Linked DNA regions of Mus musculus: region 2 is linked to region 1. Evidence: chromatin contacts called from public promoter capture Hi-C data. All regions are on one chromosome and are shown on one strand. The core of a region is the stretch at or near the end of the contact, and the rest is flanking DNA. Distances in the headings are between cores, read along the strand shown. Region 1 holds the start of Cald1 (caldesmon 1). Region 2 overlaps Cald1 (caldesmon 1).

Region 1 (5,032 bases), core at 684-3,183:
GCTGCCTTCTGCCCCAGTTGTGGATAATAGCCCTTTCACACAGCCCTCCCTAATCCAGCCTTGAGTTCATGCACCCAGAAAAATCCCTGGGCAGAGGTCGTATCGATATGATTGAGATGTTTGCAGAAACTCATGTCTGTCTGCTATTGTCTTCAAGTTCAGTCTTTTGCCAGACTAAGAAGCTTGACTCTGTCTTTCAACCTGTCCAGCCAGATACAGGGTTTCCCCAGCTGCCAAACTGGCTATGATCCAAAAAGTTTATTTTCAAATCATTTATCTGGGATCAGAAAGAGGTTTCCCAAAAGAACAATTTTGAACATGGCTGTGCTCACCTGGTTGAGCTACAGTGAACTTGAAATGCAACATTAACAGTGTGGTTCCCACCAACAAGTTATTTATCTTGTGTGTCTGGGAAAGTACTCTCTCAGTTCTGGTTCAAGGATGCTTTAAGTCCAACTCTCCCTGGACCCTGTAGTCTTTGCTGTAACTTTTTTTTAGAGCTGTTTAGTAGAAGAAAGCAAGAAACACAGAGGAGGTAAGTTACCTCCCTAAGAAGTGTAGGGGGTCCATGTAGACACTTCTGGGTGACTGGTTAATAACTGGGGGCTGGAGAAGAAACTCACCCATGTGGACCGACTGCTTCCCAAGCATTCTCAAGGAAGCACAAAGGGCGGGGGCTGTTTCCTGAATAGAGACAGCTTCTTTGTCAGATCATCATTAATAGAGAAAGGCTTTTTCAGTCAGACTGCATGTGTTGATTAAGCTTCTGGACTTGTAATTAGCCAGGGGAAATATTTAAAACTTCTTGGTCGGTGATGAGACAGTATCAGTAATGAAACATGGATTTCGTGCTAAGCCCCAGGTCTGACAAACAGTAAGTATTCCATTTTTTTTAAAAGCTAAGTACCGACTGAATGAGTTCCAAAGACTACAAGACCACAATTGGATGCATGTGTGGGCCAGTGACCTGCATTGTAACTCAGCATCTTTCAGGGCTCCCCTATCACTGGCTTTCTAGAATGTTCTAGGACATCTGTGTCACCTGTGAGAGCATATGTGTCTATCTATACCTGCCCCAAAGCAGGTCCTGGATCTCTCTATGTCCTTCTCTGCACATTTGTTTTTACACATTTCTAGTACAATCTCCTTGTTGCCAAGACAGAAGAAAGAAAGGAAGATGGGTGTTGGTAGGAAATGCCAATAAAGCTCTCTCTTAAGCCTAGGACTCTATCTGCTAGCTTCTGGCCTCACCTTTTTTTTTTTTCCTGGCCAACATTATGTACTAAAAAGACTGATACATTTTATTTATACTTTTTGTCAGTTGTTCCCATAACACACATAGACATATTCTAGGCTAGAACTTAGCCTGTGCAGCCAGCCGCCCTGCTTCTTATCCACTTCAGATTTTTAACTCGTATAATAATGTAAATTTATTTTTATAATGAAACTGCTTTGCAAAGAAATACACTATTACGGCTTCTTCGACTAAAATGTCTCCTCCCACCCCCAGCCTCACCCCTGTAAGTGTGTCTAACTGTCCACTTATTGTCTCGTGGACTGTACTTTCTTTTTAAAGCTCTATTTGTGTTCTACAAGACAGCCTCTTTCTCCAAGATTAACGTTTCTTATGATTGTTCCTGACAATGGATCTGCTTCCAGGAGGCCCTGCTTAGGATAACCAAAAAAGGGCATGGAGCCGGCTGGTTTTGGCAGCCTGCTCACGGTTTCAAGCTTTTTAGGACTTGGTTTTTCTGATGAGTGATATCCTGAGCATGCCTAGGGAATGACAGGCATCTGCACGGGCAGACAGCATCACCTTGGCTAGGGTGTCGTCATTGGCTGCCTATTAGAAAAACTACAGGACAATGCATACCACCGCCTGCTGACTGTAAACATAGGGGGTATGTGTTCACTTAGCATGGACTTCTGGGAGGGGCCAAGGAAGGGCGGTCTGCAGTTTTATTGAATAGAGCAGTGTGCATTAGGCTGCCTGCCTGCCTGCCTGCCTGCTTGCTCTCTTGCTGGGTTGCTTAAAGGAATCCCTGCTTTCAGACAGCAGGACATCCCTCCTTGGGAAGAAGTTGCTGCCCTAGAGGTAAGAGACAAAGTCTTTCTTTCTCCGCCTTCAGGGAAGCTGGGGCTGCTCTACAGGTTTCAGGCAACATTCCTGGCTAAGGCTGCTGGATATGCAAAATCTTTCAAGGCAGGCAACAGACCACGTAAATTCTCAAAGCCAGCGCCTGGACTTCCTGACCTGTTCCCAGAAGGTCAATGTGATGAAACTTCAAGTTTTGTTTATAGAGATGGCACAAACGGTGTCATCTCCTGGTGACAGGATCAGGGAGCACCAGCGCGTTTGCCCAGGATGCGCTTTTGTTCCAAGGGGGATGTGGTCTGTACCCGGAATCCTCAGGCCAGCAGCTGTGAGAGGATTCTGTCCCTTTAGCAGTTTCTTTCCCATCTTTGGTCAGCAGACATTTAAAGAGGATTCAGGTTTTAATTAAAAAAATAACATCAACGGCTTTTTACGTTGTTAAGACAAAGAATGTTTGTTTTGTTTTGTTGTGGGTTTGGGTTTTTGTTTTAAGCTAATTTTAAGCTAAGTAATGGGTTCCTCTTACTCTGCTACCAGGATTTTAGAAGTGGGATTTCAGAGATGTAAAGAAATAAGGTCAGAGTTCTACCACTAGCACCAACTCAGCGAGTGCCGCTCATCTGTTATTTGCTGAAATAGAAGATGCCTGCCCTGTTTGTTTTCTATAAACCGGAGCAGCAAGAGAATGTGTGCATGAGTGGGCGTGTGTGTAGAAATCATGGGTAACTGCCTACCAAAATATTTCTTGAGAAATCTTCATTTCTGTTGGAAAGTATGCCCCCCGAGGGTCTGAAAAGATAGGAGCTGGAGGAACGTTCCAGAAAGGAAGGAAAGGAGCTCTTATTTCCAAACAGACGTATTTGGGCATCTCAGTCAGTAGCGCAAGTTGGTAGTAGTCGGTAATTCCTTTTAGAAAGAGCCGATTGTAAAGGGTGGGGGAATTTCAGTGCCATGGCAATCCATGGTCAGAAACAGAGAGCAAAGAGCTTGGTATTCCCAGATCCCTGCTGGCAACGAGGCTCTGCGCGTGGGGCTGTAAATGGAAGCAGCACAGTCCCTTAGTGTTAGGCAAAACCAGACACGAGAACTAGAACTTACTGAAGACAAGGTGCCCTGCAGAAGAAGAGTAAGTCTGAGCAGTTAAATAATAATACTCATAGTAAGCTCTAGCGTTCCCAGGTGGCTGCTTCCATTTATGTTTGCCATAGACTGCGATGCCTTGAGGTTGGGACTTGCTAAGGAATCCTTGTGTTTAGAAGGGTGGGGATTTCTTGAGAAGTGACACGTGAGAACAGACTGCCCTGTGAGTTTCTTTCCCTGGAATGTCTCTGAGGAAGTGTGTAAGTGTGAGGGGAAGGCTGCAGGCAATCGTTTGCTCTGCTCGACTACTGTCCCTCCTCCAAAGACATCAAGTTCCAAACTTTGTACGGGGGGGTGGTGGTGGTGGTGGGGTTAATGTCAATGAAAACATGGAAAGCAATTTCTTTCTCAAGTATTCTCTAAACCACGAAGGGAATGCAGTTTGGAAGGAAATCTATAATCTTGGATTTGAGGATAAATTCCACTTTGAAGCCAACATCCTGGAGTGGCTGAAAGTTCATTTTCTCTATGACCAGTTTCTCCCATCCCCCTCACATGCTCCCCACCCCCAATCACTACAAAATAACATTTTCTGGAATAATACCGAGTGTGTTCTCCTAACACAGAGTGAGGGGCTTCAGTTCATGGTGACTGTCAGGCAGTTCTTGATGCTACTTTCTCCCGGTGAAGAACAATCTGGGAGAGCTTTCCCCTAATAGGGAGGTAAGTTGAGCTCTGTGAAGCCACAGCCTGGGAACTTTGATTCCATTAAAACCATCTAATGAAAAACATAGGAGAAGCTCTGGGTGAAAAAAGAATTGCAGAAAAGAATAGATCTTAGAACACGTGAAGAATGTATGTACTTAACCAGTTTACAGGCTAAGTGTGGGGTTGTTAGCATTTTTGAAAGGCAACAGAATGTGCAGTTTAAAGCATCCAAATTGAAGATTGCATTAGGCATGTGATTTATTTTTACACCTCAGAGAGAGAGAGAGAGAGAGAGAGAGAGAGAGAGAGAGAGAGAGAGAGAAGATGAAGAGACAGGTTGTGATTTCATAGTCAAGGGCTTAAAGGAGACACCTGAATGGATTTCCTGACAATTGGGACTATTCCCATTCTCCTTGGCTCCTCACTAGTCCCAAGCCTTGTCTGTTCTCTGCATGTAGAATAGGTTGGTTTAGAGGCGTGCCATAGAGTGGTTCCAGAGTCTAGCTTGGGTGTAAGCCTTTTCTTGAAAACTCACACAGTCCTGTCCACTTGTCATTCATGGTAGTTGATTACTGGTTAGTCACTCTTCAGTGAGATGAGAAGTGACTTAGAGATGAACGTGAGAAGGGTTTTGCCAGCTCCCCATCTGCCTGGTGTCTGTCACATGGCTTGGAAATGTGGTGGGGTGAGGCCATGGTTGGGGATGGGGGGGAGGGGGGAGGCTCGAAATGCTGACAATTCGGAATGCAAATGACATGGTAGGCCTGGGAAGGAGGTTAGGGAGATGCTGCCAAAAGGATCTTCAAACTTTAAGGAGGCGTTTTCTGGGTAAATCTCTCAGAGCCCCAAAATAGCACCATTAGCTTCTTAACAGAAAGTCCTGCTGGGACGTGGTAGCACACTGCCTGTAATCCCAGCACTTGGGAGGCAGAGGCAGACAGATTTCTGAGTTTGAGGCCAGCCTGGTCTACAAAGTGAGTTCCAGGACAGCCAGGGATACACAAAGAAACCCTGTCTTGAAAAAAAAAAAAAAAAAAAAAAAAAAAAAGAAAAGAAAGAAAAGAAAAGAAAAGAGAAAAAGAAAAAGAAAAAAAGAAAAAGAAAAAGAAAAAGAAAAAGAAAAAGAAAAAGAAAAAGAAAAAAGAAAGC
Region 2 (5,032 bases), core at 1,387-3,886, 140 kb after region 1:
CAAAGCCTAATACTCCATCATCAACCCTCCCAGAGCTGACCCAGCTCAGGAGCTCAGGGACATACAATTGTTTTATTTAATAAAGAGTTGCTTAGTAGACTTGGAGATTACCTTTTTTTTAAAAAATCACAATGAAATACGTTTGATTAAAACTTTATGAAATATAGCTGGGTCCTTCTCAGTTGGCTCAGAGGACCACAGAATCCCATATGGCTCCTGAGTGGTCTGGGAAAGGTGGGTTTTTTGTGTGCTGTGGGCGCAAGTGGCTTGGTTAATACTGGAATCTGCTGAAATTTGATGAAAGTTAAAATGGTTTGTTATCCATCTCTAACCATCTGGTTAGATAGGAACTTTGTTAGTCAGCGTTTCAAACAAGGTTCCAGCTGGTGTGGGGAAATCAGAGATGCTAGCATTGTCTTTAACGTAGACTACAGCTACTGCTATAGCAGATATAGTAAGGATCCTACAACCATGTCTGTCTTATTGGACACATTCTGTGTGGTGTTGAAGTGAGTATGCCCACGTATCATTGGAGTTGTGTTACCTTTCTGAGGCCAGTTTATCAGAGCATCAGTGGCCTCCAAAGAGAGCGCCCTCAACTTCGTAAACAGAACTTCTAAATTCTGAGAAGTTTTGAAGTCCTTGCACCACTGCTTATAGGGACATAAAGTTGGGAAAACATGTTTAATATTTTCAGCATGAGAAATACTAGATTGTAATATATTTGCATAATTACCATCTGGTGTATGTAGATATGAAATACTGTTTCCATTGACGCAGTTTGTTGATGTGTTAAAATATATCCATGAAGAAGTTTAATTAAAGGAACTGTTTGTGAAATAATACGTATAACATTACCCCATTTTATTAAAAATTAAAACATACTTAGGAACATACATCAAACTTGCGTCGTGTCAGAGTTAGTTGGAATAATTCTAAGCAGCTAATTTGCCTTTGTCTTTATGCATTAGGTAATTGTCTAGTTTTAAAACATATCAAGAGCCCATTACTTTCAGAATCAGGACAGCAAACCACCAAGACTTTTTAGTATGAAAAACAATTCCTAGCGGGGCATAGTGGCTCATACTTTTAATCCCAGCACTTAGGAGGCAGAGAGTTTGAGGCCAGCCTGGTCTTCAGAGTGAGTTCCAGGATAGCCAGAGCTACATAGTAAAACCCCGTTTCAAAAACAAAACAACACAAAAACAAAAACAAAACAAAACAAAACAAACCCAAACAAAGAAAAAAGAAAAAAGAAAGAACAGAAAAATTAATCCATGGTGGATGTACAAAGGGTTCACTGCTGTTTTTAGAAGCCAGGAGTCTCCAAGTTGAAAACTTTGTCATTCACATGGTTTAACTTATAAAGCCAACTGATATGTTCTCTTTTGGTTTTGTGTGTGTGTGTGTGTTTTTGTGTTTTTGTATGTATGTATGTATGTATGTATGTATGTATGTATGTGAGGTGTATATAGTGTGGTTCTGAGTGTGTGTTTGTGTGTATTATGTGTTGTGTGTGTGGTACAGTTCTGGTGTGTTCATGTGAGTATGTGTGTATATGGTATGTGTGTGGTTCTGCATGTGTTCATGTGTATACAGGAAGTGCACATGTACAAGGAGACCAAGGTTTTGATGGTCAGCATAGTCTCAATTACTCTCCACCTTGGAAACTGAGGCAGGGTCTCTCAGTTGAACTTGGAGTTCACTGATTCAGCTAGCCTAGTAAGCTTGGTCTGAGTGTTCCCATGTCTCTGCCTCCTGCACAGTGGGATTAAAGGCCCACCACATCCATGCAGCCTTTCCATGGTGCTGAGGACTGTAACACCAATGTTTACGCTTGTGTGGCAAATGATTTACCAAATGTACCTCAGTCTTACCGTACCTGATATGCTCTTCATCCAGAGTCTGTGCCATTAGGATTGGAAATAGCATGACACTAGGATGGTGCCTTTGTTGTTGTTTTAACTTAGTCAACAGCTTTAATTCCTTATTTTATTAGTAAGAGTAAAAGACCATTCCCGAGCAACCTCTAGCAACTCTATCCTAGAAGAGGGGTTCTGAGCAGCTAGTGGGTTGCCCTTAGATTTTAAGTTACAGGAAGCAAGAAGAATGAGAAGAGACATTAGAGAAGAGGTTGCTCAGGTTCCAGTGAGAAATCCAAGAGGAAGGAAGGCTGGCTGACGCAGCCATAGTAGCAAAGCTAGTTTATCTCCCAGCTAAATGCAGTCAGCAACCCATGAGACTCACAGAGGAAAAGGAAGATGATATATACCTCAAATATACTGGGAAACACTGGCTAAAATCTGACTGCTTTACAAGAGGGAGAGTTTTGCTTTTAGCATGAGGGTACCCCACACATACCTTTCATGTCTCTTGCTTGTTTCAGAAGAAGAAGGCTGCAAAACAGACGTGCTTTCATGGCCAATCTTGAGACAGAGAGACCAAATAAAGAAATTCCTGTTTGATTAGCTTGTGAAGCAGTTTTTAAGGACTTGTTCTCTCTGCTGTGGTTAGAGCGGTCTACTGAGAAGTAAGCCAAAGAAATATTAGTCCAAGAATCCAAAATTTGAAGCCAAACCACTGGGAAGGGCTCTTTCCTGCTGATGACACCATAATTGAATTAGGAGGGAACATTTGTATAGTGTCATGTTGTCATCTCACACTCAACACGTTTAGAATTGAACTCATCTTTCCTTACGAGGCTGCTCCTTAGCTGAACTTGTCTAACAATGATCAAGATGATGGTGCCCATTACTGTGTTCGAGTGTAACACAGCCAGAATTTCTATGTGATTGCCACAAACCTAGGGCCAAAGGAACTTATGACAGGATGATCAAAGGGCCAGATAGTCCTTCTGAGAACCAAGGTTTCTAGCTATTAATCTAGGCATACGTTAATTCTACCATGCTACTCTTCCTGTCATATTTATGGAAACTTTCCACTCAGTTTAGTAGAATGTGTAATAATATATAGATAGAACACACATGCACACATAGAGTGACACTTCATTTATATTGATATTTGACACACTAGCAGATTTTAGTAAGCATAAAGTCAGAATTTCTGAAGTAACAAAAAGCAAATGAACCAACCTTTAGAAAAATATTACTGAATAACTCAATAATATTCGATAGTACAATTCAATACAATAGTTCAATAGTATTCAATAGTATTATTGAAGAAAAAGCTGACACAGATAAAGGCACTGGATCTAAGCCTATGTAAGCCTAGCTTGTAAATCTAACAAGAACAAGCTACCATTACTCACATGTGATGAACTGGATGCCTACAGTTCTGGTATTTTGTTTTCTTTAATTTGAAAATTGTCTTGTAGTTGCATACATTTTAAAAGTTTGTGTCCACGTAGGCACATCTCTTGCTTTGGGTTGGGGAGATTGCTCAGTGGTTAAAGCCCTTACCATATAAGGAGGAGGACTGGGGTTCGAATCTTACATAAATGTAGGTGGGCATAGTGGCCCACTTGTAATTCCAGTCTGAAGCAAGATAGCTAGGTGGCTATATAAGGGAATTTCATGTTCAACTAAGAGATCCTGCTTCAATGAATCAGGGGGAAAACCTTCAAGGAAGACTCCCAACATCAGCCTCGGGGCCTCCATAGGCATGTGCACACATTCACATGCAAACACACATACACATGCAAGTGTACACACACACACACAGTGCAGCACAACACAGCACAGCACAGCACAGCACAGCACAGCATGAGTATCAAGATACTTATACGTGTTTTAGTGAGAAATATGGAACCTTTGATTTAGCTGACACTCTCTCACATTGCACATACATTGAAGCTACCTACCAGTGGTCAACTACACACACACACACACACACACACACACACACACACACACACACCACTATTATAAAGTAACTGAAGGGAAAAACAAAATCTGACCAAAGAAGACATCTATCTTATCTTCATTTATGTTGGATTCAAACCCCAGTCCTCCTTCTTATATAGTAGGGGCTTTAACCACTGAGCAATCTCCCCCACCCAAAGCAAGAGATGTCCCTAAATGAATACAAACTTTTAAATGTATGCAACTACAAGACAATTTTCAAATTAACTAAAACAAAATATTGTCTTCACTTTTATTGAACAACTTTGGCTTATTAGCACCAAAGTCTTGGTTTAGTAGAGTGACTTGATTCTCTCTGGTCTTTGTGTCAGAGCTGGCTCTAGTTCTCACAATGTATCAAATTCATTTTTATAGATATTTTGATTATTTTGGGTTCAATACTTGATGTTTCCCCATATAAATCTTGCATGTGATAATCAACTCAGTACAAAAATGCAAATATGCTAACCCAGTCTCCAAAGGCATACTGCTTTGGTGTAGATGCTCTGGTTTATTTGATCAATGTAAAATTTCCTCTGGGTCATTAGATGATGCTTTTCAAATAATAATTTAAAAAAATTGAAAACGAATTAGTTGGGTGTCCAAACTTGAGACAGTGAAGCATCCCTTTAGAAAGAACTCTGATCCATCAGTAGTCATCCCAGGCTGTTTGGCCAGGACACTGATAATGCCCCTTGTCGGCTGTCATGCTCAGGTGTCTGTCTTTATATTGTTGCAGAATTGCCTATCAGAGAAATGATGATGACGAAGAAGAGGCTGCCAGGGAACGGCGCCGCCGGGCCCGGCAGGAAAGGCTGCGGCAGAAGCAAGAGGAAGAATCCTTGGGACAGGTGACAGACCAGGTGGAGGCCCATGTCCAGAACAGGTACTGTCCTCCTCTCACGGAGGCATCTCTGGGTTGTATCTTCATCTGCCCCGTTGAATGGAGTTTGCTAGCAGATCATTGCATCCTCAGACCAACGCAACCATTAATGGTTGCTTTCGGTTTTGCTGATATGGTTTCTGACTGCATATCCCAAGCTGGAACTTACTATGGAGCCCAAGCTACATGTAGTTTTGGTTTATTTCTTTTATTTTCTGTATATTAAGAGGAGGCTGTTAATAGCTCTGTTAACTTGGTCTATTTTAAACAAGAAACAAAAACAAAAACA

The links. Promoter capture Hi-C pulls out the DNA fragments that hold promoters and counts their contacts.
Region 2: a contact with region 1 is called in a promoter capture Hi-C map of liver. The contact joins the enhancer-like site here to the promoter of Cald1 in region 1. A contact is called at or near these places in 7 of 39 promoter capture datasets (the HPC-7 cell line, HPC-7-derived erythroid cells, cranial neural crest and 5 more), 15 of 484 Hi-C or Micro-C datasets (the C2C12 cell line, the MC3T3-E1 cell line, the N1E-115 cell line and 8 more), 9 of 115 datasets of contacts at active chromatin or transcription factors (bone marrow-derived macrophages, cardiomyocytes, craniofacial prominence and 6 more) and 5 of 9 other capture datasets (adipose tissue, embryonic stem cells, liver and 2 more).

What each region holds. Positions count from the first base shown.
Region 1 is chr6:34,596,571-34,601,602 of GRCm38.p6, forward strand. Cald1 (caldesmon 1) reads left to right here and starts at 1,934. Exons shown (of 14, transcript NM_001347100.1): 1 at 1,934-2,095.
Region 2 is chr6:34,737,190-34,742,221 of GRCm38.p6, forward strand. It overlaps Cald1 (caldesmon 1), which reads left to right. Exons shown (of 14, transcript NM_001347100.1): 4 at 4,600-4,746. Among named protein-coding and RNA genes, the nearest start is that of Gm38787, 6.9 kb to the left of the region's middle. Within about 2 kb of position 2,637, at least 6 of the 459 cell types and tissues checked have an H3K27ac peak or open chromatin away from gene starts, as enhancers often do. A contact at or near this core is called in liver, where this site is marked.